Regions from separate parts of the Mus musculus genome. Here region 2 is linked to region 1. Evidence: chromatin contacts called from public Micro-C data. All regions are on one chromosome and are shown on one strand. The core of a region is the stretch at or near the end of the contact, and the rest is flanking DNA. Distances in the headings are between cores, read along the strand shown.

Region 1 (3,885 bases), core at 1,382-3,881:
GTTGCTAGAGAGCAGGATCGTGTGCACGTATCAGGGAAATGTGTGCTGATGGTGTCCCCTCAACTGCAAGCAAGCCTGATATGCAGCATAGGCCAAATGTGAACCTGTATCGTAGCCTTGTGTTCTCTAGTCAGGATGCTCTTAGTGGGTGACACAGGAGCAGCCCATAGGGTACCTAGGTGCATAGTAGGGCCCTACACCCCTTAATCTGGGACCCGGGTGAAGCACTTTGCCCTTCAGCTCCTTTCCGGAACTCTGTGTCCGGAGCACAGGTAGAATGACTCTTGGCTACTAATCGCTCTTGCTTCTGCCTGGTGCCCACGGTCCTAGAGGAGCCAACAAGGAAGCGGTGAGCATCTGGGGACAGCATTTCCACTGTACCCTGCACACTCAGACACCTGGGAGTCAGATCATGGGAAGGTCTGGCAGAGTAGACAAGCATTTACTTTCCGTAGAGGCAAAGGCAGGTGGGTGACATCTCGAGACATCTCAGTTACTTACACTTCTGTCCTTTCCATCCCGTTCTGCAGAGAAAGCAAGGACTTTGCTCCAGGCTGCACACCTAGCAGATGGCCATTTCTTAAACTCTGGTTGTTAGATAGGAACACCAGGTGTGGCCTGCACGGAACCTAGGGACCATGCCGAGCGTTTATAGTCCCCTGTAGCCCCAGTAGATTTTGGTCCTGGGGCCTTTGGAAAGAGATTCTAACCAGGCAGGCTTTGCAAACCCTGACTGGTACCCATAAGGGTTATACTGGCTCCTTAAGAGGAAAACAGACTCCTGTCTCTCTCACCCCATCTCTGTGTGATGGGCAAACTTGGAAGGCTCAGGAGTGCTTGCTGGCATTTTTTGCACTGCCTGGACAGGCATGAGAGCTCTGGGAACCCCTGAAGCCCCACAGCCGTCTCCCTGGCAACCTGGGCCCTTAGCTACCCTCCCCCACTCACTTCTGTCAAGAGTGTCTGTCTAGGGGAGTTCCCCAGAGACCCAGATCAATACAGAAGAGCCCCCTTCTGCATACGTATGTGCTGAGCCTTCTGGGAGCATGTTTGTGTACCCACATGTACAAGCCGTCCACTACCCCAGCATCTGCAAATATAGCGAATCCCTGGCCTGTGTGTCAGGCATAGGCTGCTCACATGCCCTTTACTGTGTGAGTGGCTCTGGAGCGCACTGTGAACCATGACAACCCATATTCGTGTCTGCCTGGCTTTGCCTTGCACATGTATGTGCAGGAAGGAGCACACTCATGACTGCTGAGTTTGCCAGACGTGTATGGATAGGAGCATGTGTGTCCATTCTTTATGGGATGCTGTCAGGGTCCTTGTGTGTGGTGCTGCCACACAGGCACAGGGAGGTGTCTGCACAGATGCACACCCACCGACAAGATCTTTATTTATTCCTGGGTCCGTGTGTATATTGTATCAAGCCAGACATAATATACACGCACTTGAAAATAGGTATTTGTGAGTATGTGTGCGCTCACTGACTGAGGTAGCATGCACATGCATGTGTGTGAGATAGAGACTCTTTCAGGGGCCAGGATGTCAGGGCCATCGATTTTTCTGTCGCTTAGAAATTCCCTTTGAGTTCCTCCTCTTGTCTCTTTCATGAGCCAGAGTCAGTACAGCCAACATTCTTAAAGCAAACAAGGCCTGCTTTGCAGCAAGGCTGGTCCCAGGCTGCCTACAGCCCCTACTGGCACTCTGTGTGTGTGTGTGTGTGTGTGTGTGTGTGTGAGAGAGAGAGAGAGAGAGAGAGAGAGAGAGAGAGAGAGAGAGAGAGAGAGAGAGAGAGAGAGAGAATATGTGTGTGCTTGCACTCGAGAGCATATACACAGAGCCCATACAGGAGAGCACACAGGTTCCAGTCCAGACTCAAACCTTTTCTAGTTCCTTACTGACCCTCCGGGTCCCTGTGAGATAAAAAGGCACGGGGGTATAGTCGTCTCTGCCCAGGCCAGGGATGGTTCGGCCGTAGTGGAATGAATAAAATCCTTTTGCTTTCGGTATTGAGAGATTCTGTACAGGCATGGGCGTGTTGAGAAGGGCGGGATGCATGAATTGCCCCTGCCGAGGGCCCTTTGCTCCACACCACCAGGCAAGAGCAGCTGGTGGTGTCCTATTCCACGGAAGAGAAGACTAAGGCCTACAGCCCTGGGAGGACCCGCTGCATCTCCCAGGGAGCAGGTGGAAAGCCAGGAGCCCATGTGGCTGATTCCCGAGCTTCCCCAAATCCATCTTCAAAAAATCCACATCCCCTGCAGCAGGACCCGAATGCCATCCAGACTCCATTCAGCGGAGAGGATGGTGACCAAGCCCAAGACCCAAACAAGTCATGGGAGGTGTAGGAGAAGCCGGCCCTTGCGCTTTCCTTCCCCTTCCCCCTCCAGATGGGCAGCCCCTCTCGGGGGTCCCCTCCGCCCCCGCGGGCTGCCGTCTTTGTGGCCCGGGAAGAATGCCTCTCTTTATATCCGGACGCCCCTTCCCTTTGATTCTCCTCTCCATAGCGTTTCTGCTGACCTCTGCGTGTTGCGAATCCAATTAGAGGCGCGGAAGGCGAGAGTGACAGCCGCGCCGAATCCCGCCTCGGCCCCTGCGAGCACGCTCGGCCGAGCCGCGGGCGGCTGGGGCCTGCTTGTCATGCTGGGCCCAACGCGGGGCTTTGTGGGGATTAGCTGCCGGGGGTGGGGCGCTCCGCAGATGAGACCAGGAGTGACGCTGGTGAATGTCACGTCCCAATGGAGAAGAGAAGAGGGGGGCAGCTTGGGGGGGCGGTTGAGTCCTGCTTGGGGAAGAGGAAGGAAGGGGCTGGAGACAGACTAGCCTTGGAGGGGAATGGGCCACCTCCTGCAGGGGGCACTTCGGGAGGCCGGCTGGAGTTAGTTAGGTTTATTTGCTTGCTGATTTGAAGCTTGGGTAGTGGAGCCGGCTGGCGTGTTGAGGGCTGTTCACTGTATGGTGGAGGCAAAGGGGAAAGCAAAATTCCTGCTCAAGACGGGCTTGGGAGCATTGACTGGTTACATCTTGAATTTTCATTTGCAAAGCACTTTGCGTATGGCTCAGAAGGGCGAGTCATGGGAGGGCTGATAGACTTCTTGACACTTCTGCTTCTGCCTTAGTACAACCAGAAGCCCAAACCAAACTCCAGGCCCTTCCCCCAGACACCTGGGTAGAAAGTTGTCTCATCCAGGCCCACAACTGAGAAAACCTAGGCTTCCAGATGAGAAAGATCTGCCTCAAGGATACAAGGGCAGCTCCTTGCTGAGCCAGCCTTTTTCATTCCTCTCCCTAGTCCCTACCCCTGTATCCCTAGACTCATCCACAATTCCCTGGATATCCCAGAGGCCAGTCCTAATAAGTTGATGTGATCCTCAAAGCAAGCAGCCGGGGGGTGGGGGGGGATCTATCTGGCGGAATGCTCAGTCTAGGGTCCAGCAAACACCCTACAGTGTGCCAGGCTATTGGGGATGTACCAATCCAACCTGGCCCCTACCTCCAGGGATTCATGGTGGGGGGAGACAAAGAGACCCAGTGAAGGGAAGACAGGGTTTCTTGAGGGAGATTGAAGACAAGGAGGACCCACAGGACTGTCTAGGAGGTAGAGATGGGGCCGAATCCAACATGATCAGCCCAGAGATCTTCTTGGAGGAAAGAGTATCCCAGCCGAGACGCAGTGGACAGGCAGAAATAGCCTGGGTATTCAAGGCTTGGGAGACAGGGCAGGTGTGGGGCATCTAGGGGTGGGTGCGTGCCCCCCTATGCTCATTCCACAGCTGCCAAGGTTGGGCAGGGCTCACCCAGCCCGTCGCCCCAGCAGGCTGCACAGCTGTGGCCACCCACAGGGTATGGCTGAGTTGGCAGCCTTTGAACACCCAGGGTCTT
Region 2 (3,928 bases), core at 365-2,864, 710 kb before region 1:
CTGACACAGGGAAAGTATTTACACAAGTCTTAAGTGAGTTGTTGACCTATTTAATCTGTCCTTCCTCGACACGTGTGTGAACAGGCCCCACCTGTTTTTGTGGGGGAAACTTGTAACACCTCACAGGGCATGTGTTGTTTAGGCTGTGGTTTATGAATGCCACTCCAGAATCCGGCTGCTGAGCTGACCATAAAACGCTCTTTATCGGTTCAATCCCATCACCACGGCTCCCATCCCCCAAACCGCTTTAGTCAGGCTGGAATTCTTGGGGGCCCTATCCACCCCCTCACATTCCCACCCACAAGACCCAGCATTAGCCTAGAAAGCTTCTATTGGGCCAAGAGTTGGCCTGCCACCAATGTCCTTGACCCTTCTCCAGGCAGAGCAGGCAATGGTCCCTTGCTGTACGTGTGCTAGCGAGCTCGGTTAGCTCCTTCGGCTTGCTTTTCTCACTTAACACTCTCTTTGTAAACACAGTTCTATGTGTCGGTAAAGACCGAGGCTACTTAAAAATGAATCTGTGCATCGGTGCCAGCCCCCACACTGTTTATACGAGTCTGAGATAAGGAGCTGTTGCTCCAGTACATCAATCAACAGTGGCTCTGAGCATGTTCTCTTGCCCAGCTGATGTTTCCCTCGTTGCAATCCTTCCTTCCCAGGACTGGAAACAGCACAAAGACTTCTATTTTGTCAGGAGCCATCGTCATCTGTCCATCTTTCTCTCTTGTCACTGTGGAGAGAACCCAGGGCCTCATCCATGTCTACTGGCATCTCTAGACAGGGTTGGGGGGAGCAAGCTTCTAATGATGGACGGGATGCATCGGTAATTTGTGAACTAGTGATGTTGGGTGACACTTTCTCCACACCTTCCCATGATCTCATCCCTTCTTTCCCACCCCTCCTTTTTGCAACAGGGACTCTCGTCTCAAAGGCTGGCTCCGAATTCACTGTGTAGCCAAGCATGACCTTGAATTTTGGATACTCTTGCCTCCACCTCCCAAGGACTAGAGTTACAGTTGTGGGCCACTGTGGCTGTGTATTCAGAGCTGGGGGTCAAGCCTAGGGCTTTGTACTGGCTAGGCAAGCAACTCTACCAACTGAGCTACATCCTCAACTCGTGTGCAAAATCTCTCTAAAATTCAATGACTTGATGATATATCTCAGGGACACCCTGTGGGTGTGGTTCACCCTCCCAGGTCGCTGGGTCTTTGTCCTGTCTGCAGGGCTTCATGACTGAGCAAGTATCCTGGTAGTGACTTTTTGTCCATCCACGAGTTTACTGTTATGACTCCCTCCGTTTTTTTAGAACCACAAATCTGAGGCCAGAGAGATGGGCCTGCAGGGATGCAGGTGAGGCCAGAGAGATGGGCCTGCAGGGACGCAGGTGAGGCCAGAAAGATGGGCCTACAGGGACGCAGGTGGCAGGAAAAGTAGCCCCACCACCCTCAGCATGGGCCTCTTGACCCCTGGCCCCCTTGCTCCTTCCTCCGATCCGCATCGCCCTTCCGTCTCTTTCCTTCGGGATTGTCTTTTCCAAGGCTGTGAGCTCTCTGTACTGTTCTTGCATGTTGTCTTTTGCAGCCTGAGAGAAATCCTTTTGGAATGTCCTGTGACTTCTCCCTCCAAGTTCCCGGCTTTGTTCAATTGTTCCCCAGAAATTCCTGCCTGGCTGGAGGGGTTTGGGGGCGGGGGAGGGCTGTGCATGAAGCAGAGGAAAAGTTGGTCGAAAATGTGGAGAGCGACGTAGCCCGGAGCGGAGCAGGGCCTTTGGTTGTCGTTGTTATTCTCCCCCCTGTAAACCTCAACTCAGGAGGAGATGGGTGTGATTTCGGACGAAGTGGAGTTCTAGTCCCAGACATAGACAGAACAAGCAGGAGAGAATGCGATGGAGCTGAGTGGTGAGGGATGGGTGGGTTGAGGCCTAGAGGGGCCGGGAATAGAATGAGCATCTGGGACACACACTAGCAATAAAAAGAAAATGTATTTCCAGATGGGCTGGAGGTGGCACATGCCTGTAATCCCAGTATTCAGGAGGCAGGGGCAGGCAGATCTCTGAGTTTGTGGCCAACCTGGTCTACAGAGTGAGTTTTAGCCAGGGCTACACAAGAGATCCTTCCTCAAAAGCCAAAAAACAGCCGGGCGTGGTGGCGCACTCCTTTAATCCCAGCACTTGGGAGGCAGAGGCAGGCAGGTTTCTGAGTTCGAGGCCAGCCTCATCTACAACGTGAGTTCCAGAACAGCCAGGGCTACACAGAGAAAACCTGTCTCGAAAAACAAAACAAAACCAAACAAAAAAACCCAGACAAACAAAAACATCAAAACCCAAACCAAATCAAATCCCCAACCTGTATTTGTTTTTCAGACTCCTGGAACTGTGGTACCAAGTTCTCTGTTCATAAAGGACAACACTAAACATTTTTTACATTTTTTTGAGACAGGGTCTTGCGTAGCACAAGCTAGTCTCAAACTCCTCATATTGCCAAGGATGACCTTGAACCCCAGCCCTCTTGTCTGTGTCTCAAGTGCTGGGATTACTGGCATGTGCCACCATGCTGAGCTCTTTGAGGTACTAGAGACTTAGCCCAGGACTGCACGTATGCTAGGCAAGTCCTCTGCTGACTGAGTAGCATCTCCATGTCCACTGTAAATGGCTTTTAGTGTAAAATCAATCAATCAATCAATCAATCAATCAATCAATCACAGTATTATGCTCCTGTTCCTGTAGTGTCACGTAACAGGACCTTGGAGATCACATCTAAGATGGATGGTGGCTTCTGAGGAAATTGTCCTTTTATTTACTACTTTCTGGGAAGCACCTGCTGCAGGCTTCCTCTGCCCTGTCTAGATACCCTGACACTGACGCACAGTGTGGTGTTACACACCTCTGATCCCAGCACGTGGGAGACAGAGGCACAAGGATCAAGACAAGTTTCAGGCCAGCATAGTGAACATAGAGTTTGAGTCCAGCCAGAGATACACGGTGAGACCTTGTCTCAAAATGAGAAGAAAGTGGGGAGCAAGGAGAGCATGGTCCAGGTGGAGTAACAATCCCTTGGTGGAGTAGCAATCCCTCCTTCAGTTAAACATCGCCCATGATTTGTCCAATTCATTGTATTTTGGAAGCCAAGTTCCTCTCCCCATGTCTCGCTATTCAATAGGGGCAGCATGGTGGCTCAGCAGGTAGAGCATTTCCCACCAAGCCTGACAACCCGAGTTCAATCCCCGGATCTGCTTGATAGGAGAGACCTCCTGACATTTGTCCTCTGACCTGCACGAGTGTACCCTGGGACTTGTTCACAAGCTCAAGTACACACAGATAAATCATTGCGGGGCTGGGGGAGTGCAGCAGGACACAGAGTTGAGAGCTTGTTTCAACCCTGGCATGAGCAGTGGCACATTTCAACAGGTAGGAAGGACTTTCTCGACCACCCCCCAAGCTGTGCTGACACACCAGCTGTCCTCCCACTGCAGGAGGAAGATGGCACATCAGGCCACTGCATTGTTCAGCTGCCAACATGCTGTTTCCTGTTTGCATGGACCCTGCAGATGTGTGGCTTGAACTGTGCTCTTGGGGCGGGGGAGGGGGAACCTTCTGTGGCTCCAGGAGCAGGGAACCTTCGAAAGTATGCTTAGTTTCTATGAGCTTGTGAGTACTGAGTATCCATCTCGGGAAGCAATTCAGATCAAAGGCAGTGATCCTATCTCTACATGATACAATCAAATCCCCAGCCAATAGGCAAACTTGATCTGAGCACCTACTATGTGCTGAGTCCTGTGATAATGTGTAGCACACATTGTGCACCCACTGTGTGCACTTGCAGAGCACCTACTCCTTTCACAACGTAGTCATGAAGATAACTATGACGGCGGGTACCCTTCCCAGATGCAGTGCCCTCTGGTGATTTATGATGCCTGGCTTTGAAAGCCA

The links. Hi-C and Micro-C count contacts between places; a contact is called where the count stands out from the background.
Region 2: a Micro-C map of embryonic stem cells shows a contact between it and region 1, with 3 times the contacts expected there. The contact joins two enhancer-like sites.

What each region holds. Positions count from the first base shown.
Region 1 is chr4:136,754,372-136,758,256 of GRCm38.p6, reverse strand. The region is part of intron 3 of Ephb2 (Eph receptor B2); the gene reads left to right. Among named protein-coding and RNA genes, the nearest start is that of Gm52708, 43 kb to the left of the region's middle. RefSeq lists an enhancer at 1-3,885. Within about 2 kb of position 2,631, at least 123 of the 459 cell types and tissues checked have an H3K27ac peak or open chromatin away from gene starts, as enhancers often do. A contact at or near this core is called in embryonic stem cells, where this site is marked.
Region 2 is chr4:137,458,642-137,462,569 of GRCm38.p6, reverse strand. The region is part of intron 1 of Gm13010 (a long non-coding RNA gene); the gene reads left to right. Among named protein-coding and RNA genes, the nearest start is that of Gm13010, 6.5 kb to the left of the region's middle. Within about 2 kb of position 1,614, at least 9 of the 459 cell types and tissues checked have an H3K27ac peak or open chromatin away from gene starts, as enhancers often do. A contact at or near this core is called in embryonic stem cells, where this site is marked.